Regions from separate parts of the Mus musculus genome. Here all the other regions are linked to region 1. Evidence: chromatin contacts called from public Hi-C data. All regions are on one chromosome and are shown on one strand. Each heading gives the region's core, a stretch centred on a gene start, on an enhancer-like site or on the middle of the called end of the contact. The rest is flanking DNA. Distances are from core to core; before and after follow the strand shown. Region 1 overlaps Gm32549 (a long non-coding RNA gene). Region 2 holds the start of Ubxn10 (UBX domain protein 10). Region 3 overlaps Gm32770 (a long non-coding RNA gene).

What was found. A called contact is a pair of places that touch in the nucleus more often than the background predicts.
Region 2: a contact with region 1 is called in a Hi-C map of cerebral cortex, with 1.8 times the contacts expected there. The contact joins the promoter of Ubxn10 here to the enhancer-like site in region 1. A contact is called at or near these places in 13 of 39 promoter capture datasets (the 3T3-L1 cell line, the C10 cell line, cranial neural crest and 8 more), 1 of 484 Hi-C or Micro-C datasets (cerebral cortex), 4 of 115 datasets of contacts at active chromatin or transcription factors (embryonic basal ganglia, embryonic stem cells and pancreatic cancer cells) and 3 of 9 other capture datasets (embryonic stem cells, liver and pancreatic islet).
Region 3: a contact with region 1 is called in a Hi-C map of cerebral cortex, with 1.8 times the contacts expected there. The contact joins two enhancer-like sites. A contact is called at or near these places in 1 of 15 datasets of contacts at CTCF or cohesin (embryonic stem cells), 6 of 484 Hi-C or Micro-C datasets (the N1E-115 cell line, Sertoli cells, cerebral cortex and 3 more), 7 of 115 datasets of contacts at active chromatin or transcription factors (embryonic basal ganglia, embryonic stem cells, neural progenitor cells and 1 more) and 1 of 9 other capture datasets (embryonic stem cells).

What each region holds. Positions count from the first base shown.
Region 1 is chr4:138,522,303-138,525,450 of GRCm38.p6, reverse strand. All of the region lies in intron 3 of Gm32549 (a long non-coding RNA gene), which reads right to left. Among named protein-coding and RNA genes, the nearest start is that of Gm32549, 27 kb to the right of the region's middle. Within about 2 kb of position 1,425, at least 28 of the 459 cell types and tissues checked have an H3K27ac peak or open chromatin away from gene starts, as enhancers often do. A contact at or near this core is called in cerebral cortex and hippocampal neurons, where this site is marked.
Region 2 is chr4:138,723,811-138,726,958 of GRCm38.p6, reverse strand. It overlaps Ubxn10 (UBX domain protein 10), which reads left to right and starts at 1,694. Exons shown (of 2, transcript NM_178671.5): 1 at 1,694-1,778. It overlaps Pla2g2c (phospholipase A2, group IIC), which reads right to left and starts at 1,634. Exons shown (of 6, transcript NM_008868.3): 1 at 1,471-1,634; 2 at 1,102-1,228.
Region 3 is chr4:138,690,535-138,693,682 of GRCm38.p6, reverse strand. The region is part of intron 1 of Gm32770 (a long non-coding RNA gene); the gene reads right to left. Among named protein-coding and RNA genes, the nearest start is that of Gm32770, 15 kb to the right of the region's middle. Within about 2 kb of position 1,637, at least 14 of the 459 cell types and tissues checked have an H3K27ac peak or open chromatin away from gene starts, as enhancers often do. A contact at or near this core is called in cerebral cortex, where this site is marked.

The DNA.
Region 1 (3,148 bases), core at 176-2,675:
ATGAGAAGTCCCAATCCTCTTTCCTGCCAACCTCCAGAACCCCCTAACCTCCTCCTGTACCAGTGGGGTTGACACTGGATTCCATCCTGGGTAAGTGGACCCAGAGAGGACAATGTCCAGAGAGTGAGCCAGAACCTAGAGATGTGAGTCTCCTCTCCAAAACAAAAGCCCTATGTCCCTGGAGCTGGGAGGGGTGCTGGACAGCTCCAGACTAGCCTTTGATTTCTAGAAAGGGAAACAGGTCCAGAAATGAACGGGATTCATCAAGACATGAAGAGCAAGGACCACACTGGGGCTCTTGGCCCTGACCGGGCTATGCCACACCAGGCAAGCAACGTTTATGCTCTGTAATCATACCAGGCCCAGCCCCAGTTCTGGGCCCGGGTGGACAGCTGAGCACCGTGGGTGTGGGAGCCTGGCGCTCTGCTAGATGGTGAGGACCACTCTGTTCCCAGTCCCCACCAGGGCCTAGTTCACCCTTATGTAACCTGCTGCTCATTATGTAACCCACTGCTGCTGCTGGCTAAAGTGGCAGGCCGGGAACAGAGTGAGGCTGGAGAGAGGCCTCACAGAGGAAACACACTTCTCCTTCAGCGCTCAGAGTCTGGGACCAGTTAGGGCCTGCCACAGTCTGAGAACGAAAAGAACCCCAGATAGGACTGGAGCCTACAAGTAGGCACGGGGTCTACCTCTTCTGTATAGGGCAGGGACTCCAATGTCCCAGGCTAGTGGAGTCCCTGGAGTGTCACTCAAAGATGGGAGGGGAGGAGGTGGAAGTCATGGGTTGCAAGTGAAAGTCAGAGCTGAGTATGGACTGCACCATCCTGCCCGTTATAGCCAGGATGCTTTTGGTATGTCAATTCACTTCTCTGGTCTCAGTTTCTTCATCTGGAGAATGGGACTAAAACCCCCAAGCTCATTGGTTGCTATGGATAGTAAACCAAACTCTTAACCACTCCAAATACGTGCTCAGTCAACAACACCGATTTAGCGTATGGAACAACTGAGGCCCAGGTCGGGGTATACACTAATGGGCTGCATGACTCTCCCAAACATTACTTCAGAGTAGACGCAAGTATCGCCTCCCCCATTTGACCAACGGAGAACCCAGGCACGTTAAGCTCACAGACTTGGGAAGGATTTGAACCTAGACATCTGGCTCAGAGTCAGAGCTCTTCAGGACCAAGAGACTGAGACTGCAGCAGGCAGAAGTTAAGGTAGACAAAGGTGGGCAGATTCTGGGAAGGCTTGTCACCATCTGTTAGAGACACAGACACTTGGCCTGGTGTCTGGCTAGGCCTCCCTGTCAAAGCTGCTATGCTGAGTGACCTTGAGCAGTTAACTCAGTCTCGGGGCTCCCATCTATCTGAACAGCGAGCTGACAATTACCAGAGCTGTTGTAAGGAGCCATTAAGATAACAAGATGGAAACTGGCTTTCAGCAAAGAATGTGTCCCACACGGCCCCTGGCTGCCGCAGACTGTCACTTCCCAGCTCCCAGCTCCTTCCGACTCAGCAGAAACCAGGCAACCAAACACCAGAGGCCTCTCAGCTCCTCCTGCAGTGTGAGGCTGCTTCAGGATATGAAGGCAGAACTGTCATCCTCTCCACAGTGCTGAGGCTCGGGATGCCCGCCTCTCAGGCCCCCTGCCTGCCTTCAGCACAGCACAGAGCCCACTCTGTGGTTTGTGACTGTCCTCATACTCTTCATGGCTACCCCAGGCCACTAAGATCCATCTCCCTGGTATTGCATATGAGGAAGCCAAAGTTCAGAGAGGTTATGTCACGAGCCTAGGGCTACACAGCTCTACCAAGGAGAGCTGGAATTCAAATTGGCTCTACTGCTCTATGGTCTTACAAACCCATGCCTCCATGAAATGGGGCCTTGGGACCTTTCTATGGAGACAGTTGGTGCTCAGAAAGATGGCTCGGCAGGTGAAGGCTTCTGCCACGAAGCCTGAGGACATGAGTTTAATCCTGAGATGCCCCACACACTTGGTGAAAGGAGAAAAGCAGCTCCCACAGCTGCCTTCTGATCTCCTCGTGAATGTCATGGCACATGTACACACACTAAGAAAGAAAAGTGGGGAGGGAGGGATGGGGGAGAGGGAGGGAAGAAAAGGGGGGAGGGAGAAAGGAAGAGAGAGAGGGGGGAAGAAGGGAGGGAGGGAAAGAGAGAGTAGGGAGGAAAATGAACTAGAGAACCCTCTGTAGACCAGGCTGGCCTGGAACTCACTCTGTAGACCAGGCTGGCCTGGAACTCAGAGATCTGCCTACCTCTGCCTCCTGAGTGCTGGGATTAAAGGTCCCCACACCCAGCTGACTGTTTTTGAAGTGAAGATACTTCTCTGAGAGGTACTAAGACCTGGGCCAAGCTGCAAAGCCAGGGTAGCCCTTGCTCATCACCGGCTACCCAGATCTCGACTAGGACCCAGAAGTGAGGGCTGAGACCTTCAGCCCCCAGGAGAAGCCAGCCAGTGACACCATGAGCTAACATGGAGAAGCTGATGACAAAGAAGTGGCTCAAGAAATCAGAGTGCATCCTTCTCCAGACTCAACTCTCAGGGGGCTTTTGTGACAGGCCCCAGGGGTTACACTAAGTGATGGACCCATAAGTCCCCAAGCTTGGCCAATCACCAGAACGCTGACGTTCTTCCTAAAACCTAAGACGCCTGGCCACACCCCTGGGAGGGGTTGATATGGTAGATAGAGCCGGGAGAGGCTTAGAAACCTGTGTACATTTTACCCCCTACAGCCCTTGTCCTATGTCACCGCAATGTTTGTGGGAAGATAGCCACAATACAGCCTCATCACATGACCCCTCTGCAGCTGCAAGCAGCTGTCCCACCCATAAGCCCTTTTACTTAGGACAGGGAACTGAAAGCCCAGCCCCGGCTTTACAGAGAGATCACTGAGGTCCCCAACGCCTTAGACACACCAGGCTGTGTCCCCCACCGAAGCAAGCATCCAGCCAACCCTGGGAGTCTCCACTGATTAGAACTTCCTTGTTGCCACGGCAACCCCCCTGGGGACGCCTGCCCTACTTTGCATCCCTGGCTTAGGCCAGTCAGCCTGAGCCCACCCCTGAGACCAAGGACCTAGAGTCCACTCCCTGGAAGCACAGCTCTCTCTGACCCGGAGAAAATTAA
Region 2 (3,148 bases), core at 445-2,944, 200 kb before region 1:
CTCCTTCCCTTGGCTCAAACTTTACTGAAAACGGTATTCTTTACAATTCTATCCATGAGCAATGTGTCTTTCCAACCCAACTGTGGATGTGCTGACAAGGCCTTAGAACTCTGCTCATATCAAAATCCTATCCCTGCATGAAGCAGGTAACAAAGATGTGGCCATGAAGTTAGGTAGTGAATCTGTGGTTCTTAACTGTCTATTAGTTAACTTCTACTAGTTCAATCACTAAATTACTCTAAGGGTCTGTCTAGAGCAGAGTCCAACGGGACTCCTTTTAAAGCAGTTTTTTTTTTCTTGTTTGTTTGTTTTGTTTTGTTTTTGAGACAGGGTCTCCCTATGTAGTCATGACTGTTCTTGAACTTGCTCTGTAGACCAGGCTGGCCTTGAACTCAGAGATCCGCCTACCTCTTCCTCCTGAGTGTCGGGATTAAAGGAATGCGCTGTCACTTCTCAGCTTTAAAGTCATCTTAATGCCAGCTTGGAAGGAAGAGTTGATTAGATTGGAACAAAGACAGGGAGGAATTGGGCAAGTGAAGGGACAGGCTAAACTAGGGAAGAGTCTTCATTTAAGTCAAGGTTTCAACAGAAGCAAGGATATTGGGCCTAGGGAGGGGGAGAGTGTGTGTGTATGTGTGTGTGTGTGTGTATGTGTGTGTGTGCGCGCGCGCGTGTGTGTGCGTGTGTGCGTGTGTGTGGCTGTGGTTGGGAAGCACCTCAGAGACAGCTAACAGGGATGGGATCAGATGACCATTCTAACAGACCAGAGGCAAGAGAGCAATCGTGCAAAGGCTGGGAGCCCTCTGGTCTGACAGCAGACAACTAAGAAGGTTCACATTCAATGGTTTCTATTTTCCTTTGCAGAGGGCAGGAGACTGTCATCCCACAGGGAGGGAGGAAGGAAGACGGCATGTGGGAGGTTTTTAGAGGACAGATAGGATTTGAAATAGCTATTGGAGAGGGCAGGAAACAGAAGGCTGGCCAGGGAGGGCAGAGGGTCTCATGTGTGTGACATGTCATGGCTCGGTGTGGGTTGGACAGATTCCAGCTAAGGCATCCATCACACTGATGGGATGACAGTAGGGCCAGGAGGACTCTTACCAACAGAATGGCTGAGGTAGTGGACCATAGCTTCTGAGAAAGCAGTCAGGCTGCCGGCCTCCAAAACTCAAAGCTGTTGGGAAACGCGGTGAAGTGGCTGGAGTTGCTGACTGTATATAGTTAGACCCTTAAGGAGGAAATAGGAGATACAGGTGGTGATCACAAGACTGGTGGCCTGGGGGTGGGAACCCCCATGACAACATACCCTAAAAAAATCACCACCCAGATTCTAAGGGTCTCGTTTTAAAACAGTTGCACAACCCTGTTTAAAACAAGGACACTGGCAAAGTCAGGCCAAGGATTGACAGGGATTTGTTCCTGGTCCCTACCCCCGACTCCAGGGCAGGGCTCCCTCTCCCCTGAACGCACATTCCCCAGGAGACACAAGAGTCAGGCCAGGTCAGGAAGAAGAGTTCCAATGGCAGGGGTCCAGGCCCAGGGCCCTGTGGCCTCCATGGGGCAGGGCCACACCAAGGTCCTGAGCCTGGAATCCGTGAACCACCTCTGCCCCTCCGCCCTCCGTGCCCTAGTCCAATTCAGCTTGCGGTCCAGGTCAGGCAGGTTCCGGTCCCACCGGAAGCACGTGGCCCCCACCCCTTGGCGGTTGCCAGGGAGACAGGGCTGTTTACCAGCTGGTCGCAGCCAGGCACCGGAGGCGGATGGAGCTGAGCTGCGAGGTGAGAGGCCCGCTGTGGGTCCCCAGAAACTGAGAGGCAGGCATTTGAGTGGCCCTCCCCAGGGACAGAGCCAACCTGGCTGGAGCCTGAGTCTGCAGCAGCTAAGGGAATCTCCTGGGAGGGGCGTCTACAAGCCAGTCCCTGGACCCAGATCCAAAGAGAGAGAAGGGAGTCGGGGTCATGTGCAGAGGCAGGAGCTGCAGGGAGCCTCCCACAGCTCCAAGTGCCCTTTACCCAGGTCTGCATTCACGTTCCAGACCTTTCTGCCATTCCCGGAACACTCCTCTTCCTTCTGCACTTGAAGCTTTGCTTCCAGACCTGCCAGACCACGGAAATAATAGAGGCCTCTCCCCAACCCCCTCGCCCGCCCTTCTATCCTGGAATCAACCCCGGTTCTCTCTCTTCACTCACTTGGTGGCTTGTGGTTTCCCACATTGTAATCTCTGGTTTGGGGTAGCATAGCGAGTGGTTTCGATCCTCTCTCTCTCCCTCTCTCCCCCTCCATCCCCCGGGGTTGGTTCCTTTACAGAGTTTAATTTTGTAAGCCAGGCTGGGGACTATGGGGTGGCGGCAGTGGGTGGTAGTAACTGATAAACAATTTTAAAAGACCAATGCACGTGTACATGTCCCGGTATATGCCAGCAGATGGTTCGTAGGAGGGTGTATTTTGCTGCTTGCGCTGTAGGTTTAGATTTGGGCTGTGAAGTACCATGGTCTGACCCTATGGTGGCTTGTGGGCACCATTGGAAAACCACGGGAATCTTGATTTCATTTGTATCCAATGTCCCTTCCTTCCTGTTCGTGTGGTGATAATCCTAAGGAATGGGCACCTGCCCTTCTGGAGGGCAACATCTTGAAAATAGTGGCCCGTGTTTTGTTTCCTGCTTCCTAGCAGGCGTCTGCCTCCTAGCTATTGTGTTTAAGTAAACAGGCTACTTGTCTCTTCTGCTGGCAGCGTGATGGATGCCTACGCCTAGACGTTGTCAAATCACTTTGTAGTTGAGTGTCTGCCAGGCCCTAGAGGTGATGAAATAAATGAGCCATGCAGGGATTGTGCTGTCGCAGGAGCCTAGACAGAGGGCAAAGGTAGAGTTTGGGACCCAGGGTGTGTGTGTGTGTATCTCTGAAGGCGCCATGGCTGCCGTTCTCCAAACACCTGTTTCCTGTAGCATCCTGCCCTCCTTCTGGGTGGGGGTGGGAGCTGGTGTTCCCTCTGTGTAACAGATGGTCTCTGTGCTGGGTAGGAGGCGGTGGGTTATAAAAGCAGGTTGGGTGTAACGGCTTTACCTGAAGGAGGTGTTAGTCTCGAAATAGCCTTGAGTGGGCTTATGAGAATTAGTCATAATTGAGGTTTTTCTCTTGAGATAGCT
Region 3 (3,148 bases), core at 388-2,887, 170 kb before region 1:
TAACCAGAGAGCTGTTTCACCAAGACCAGGCACTAGTTTAAAAAGTGTAATCGCTATTCAAGGAAAGTATCTGGCCACCCACACCTTCCCTGTAATTCAAAAGGCTCTCTAAAAAGCACATATTGCCTACAGACATTAGCGGATAGACACAAAGGCTTTGAAAGTCTAACCTTTCTATGTCCTCTAGCTGCAAGCAAAGCTCTTAGGAGCTCTGCTCTCTCCCAAACAGTTGCCAAGGAGACCTTGAGTAGCTACAGAACCTGGGCTCCATTAGTCCGAGGGCCCTCATTGGTTAAACATTTTTGCTTTTTTATTTTGACAGATGAATACATATTTTTCAAACACAAAACGGAAGAATGCATAAAGCCATCCAACCTCCATTCTTTTGATGTGGCCATGTACAGGGAACTGCTCATCATGCAGGACTCTATTTTCCAAAGAGACCGTCCCATCAATAAACATCACAATAGCCATGTTGACAGCCGCAGTAATTAGAGTAGCAAAGCGCTTATTGTGCCAGACGCTTCTTGCGTGAAAGAGTGGCTGCATAGATCAATCATATGGTTTCCGGAGTCTAATCGGAAACAAAAAACTGCATATGAACTCTTCTAAAATTGCAATGAAGTCTTCTAAACATTTTAAAATTAGATTAAAAAAAACCCACCTTGATTTTATTAAGAACAAACCTTCGTAGGATGATGACTGGCGTTGCCTTCTGCTGGGACTTCGAAGGTTTTTTTTTTTTTTAACCAACCTTCAGAACTTCCCTCTAAGAGATGCGTCACCAGTCCCATTTTACAAAAATGGAAACTGAGGCTCATGATAAGCTAGGAGAGATTGAACTTTGAGCCAGGGGTCTAAGGACAGAGTCAAGCTAGGGGGTCAGGGCTCTTGTCCTTTCTAGAACCTTCTCCACAGCCTCAGCTAAACTGGTAAGCCTTGGTCCCAGGATGGGAAACACTGTCACTTAAGGGAAGAGCTTAAAGGAGGCCTTGATGTAGCTGACTGGTAAGCACAAGGCAGAGCTTAACAGACACTCTGACATCCCCTGTCTCCTTGTATGAATACGCTGTGCACTGCCACCATTAGTGGTTACAGAGAAGCCTTGTGGTGTTTGTTTCTGAGCCTCTCTTGTGTGTGTGTGTGTGTGTGTGTGTGTATATACATGTGCATATATATATATATATGTACTAGGTCTACACACACATGCACACATGCACACTTCCACACACTGTTCTGTCTCCAAGGAAAAGAGGCCGATTTCACCACTCCTCCATAAAAAGAGTCCCCTAATCATCTGCTCGGGGAAAACTCCAGGGCTTTTAGATTAGTTAGAGCTATACTGGAGCCAAAAGCTTTTAAAGATTAAAAGCAAACAAAGCAGTTTGCACTCAGAAAGGTGAGAAGCAGCCCATTTTGAGAAGCTAGGAAATTCAAAGTAGGGAGAAAAATGGAGAAGGGACCCAAACTGTGACAGGTGGTGGTGAAGCAGGAGAGGCGGGTCGCACTGCTGCTTTTGAGAAAGGGCTCCAAAGAAAGCCATTTGATGCTGTGGGCCTGGTGGGTGATACCGAGATAGTGCCATTTAAACCAGCGAGAGCCACCTCCAGCTTGCAGGGGAGGGAGCCTTCTGCGGTGTTTGCATATTTATCCAATACTGCGAGTCCTTTGGGGGAGCATTTGAGAACTGAAGCTGACATCCTAGGGAAAGCGGACTGGAAATCAGGAGCGTAGATTCCTGAACCAGCTCTTCTGATCAGAAGCTAGGGCGTGGCCTCACTTTGGTGTACAAAAGGGAAGGACCATAGACCCGTCCCAGTCTGCATCCATGCATTCGAGGCACTTCAGCAAACATTTATCTACCATGCACGTTGGGCCAGGTGTGATCCTGAGATCTAAGGAGCTGGGGGGTGGGGGTGGGGGAGGGCGTGGGAACAGATTGTCTGAGCAGCTTTAGTGTGACTAGTCCCGCTGATGTGTTTAAAGTGTTGCTGGGTAGGCATGCAAATGCCAAAGTTAGGACAGGAAGAAGCACAGGGGGACGGTGATGATGCTTCCCTGATACTATAACCTAAAGCGATCTAGACGCCAAATTTAAAGACGCTGGATTCCCTGGTCCGTGGGCCGTGTGGGCTGTAGCCTTTGAACAGACTCCAGGATCCTTCTACTCCTGAGTTATGCTAAATTCAGGAGGCCAAGTGGGCTCCTGCTAGGGCAGGGCTATTTCTATGCCCTTCCTCAGAGCTTTGGAAGTCAGAAGCAGGAGTGTGGAATTCAGCCAGAGATAGGAAGGCTAAGGGAGACAGGATCTCGTCCTAACTTCCCCAGTATTCTGAGGGACAGCCCTGGAGGGTTGTTGCTTAGATGTTAGTGGAACCCAATACACTTAGTCTGGTAGTAGTTAGGATGTTCAAGACAATTTGTGCATAGAAAGCCAGGGACACAAGGTGGCAGAGACATGGTCTCCTCCAGGTGCCTTCTCTTGTCTCTGGAAGCAGCTTCCTTGTGTCCTGGGTGAATCCCTGGATCTACCTCTTTCTAAGACACCCTAAAGTTGAGATTCCTCTCTGTTCTGCTCTCAATTTAAGCCTTCTCACAGGCTGTCATGCCCCCAGGGGTAGTTTGTGGAGCCTTAGGTTTGCAGTCCACTGGTTGGTCTCCTCTTCTCCAGCTCCTGTGTTCTGCCTCTACCCAGACCTCTGCCATCACCACTTGAAACTAAATACAAAAGAGCTTTGGCTCCTGACTGTTCCCTGGGCTGCCTCTCTCCATCACAGCCACTCAGCTGCAGCAGCTTTAGGAATAACTCCCAACGTCTCCTTGCCCCTCCCTCCCTCCTTCCCTCCCTCCCTCCCAGCATGCCATTAGCCACCTATTCTCTGCTTTTCAAAAGCTCTCTGGAATCTACGGCCTCTCTGCATTCCCACCTCCAGCGGCTTAGTTCAGGGAATGCCTCCAGATGACCTCTGCCTCTCCCCTGCATTCCCAATCACCTGCTCTCCCAGGTAGCAGGTGCTAGCCACTGTGGGGATGGCTCGGGAGCACAGATGTGGCCTTAAGACTCAAAACCTTCTAGAGGGCCCCATTCCAGCTGACAACCTCAAGTCCCCTGAGTGGCTTCAAAGGCGGTGAGGGACTGAGTTCCCTC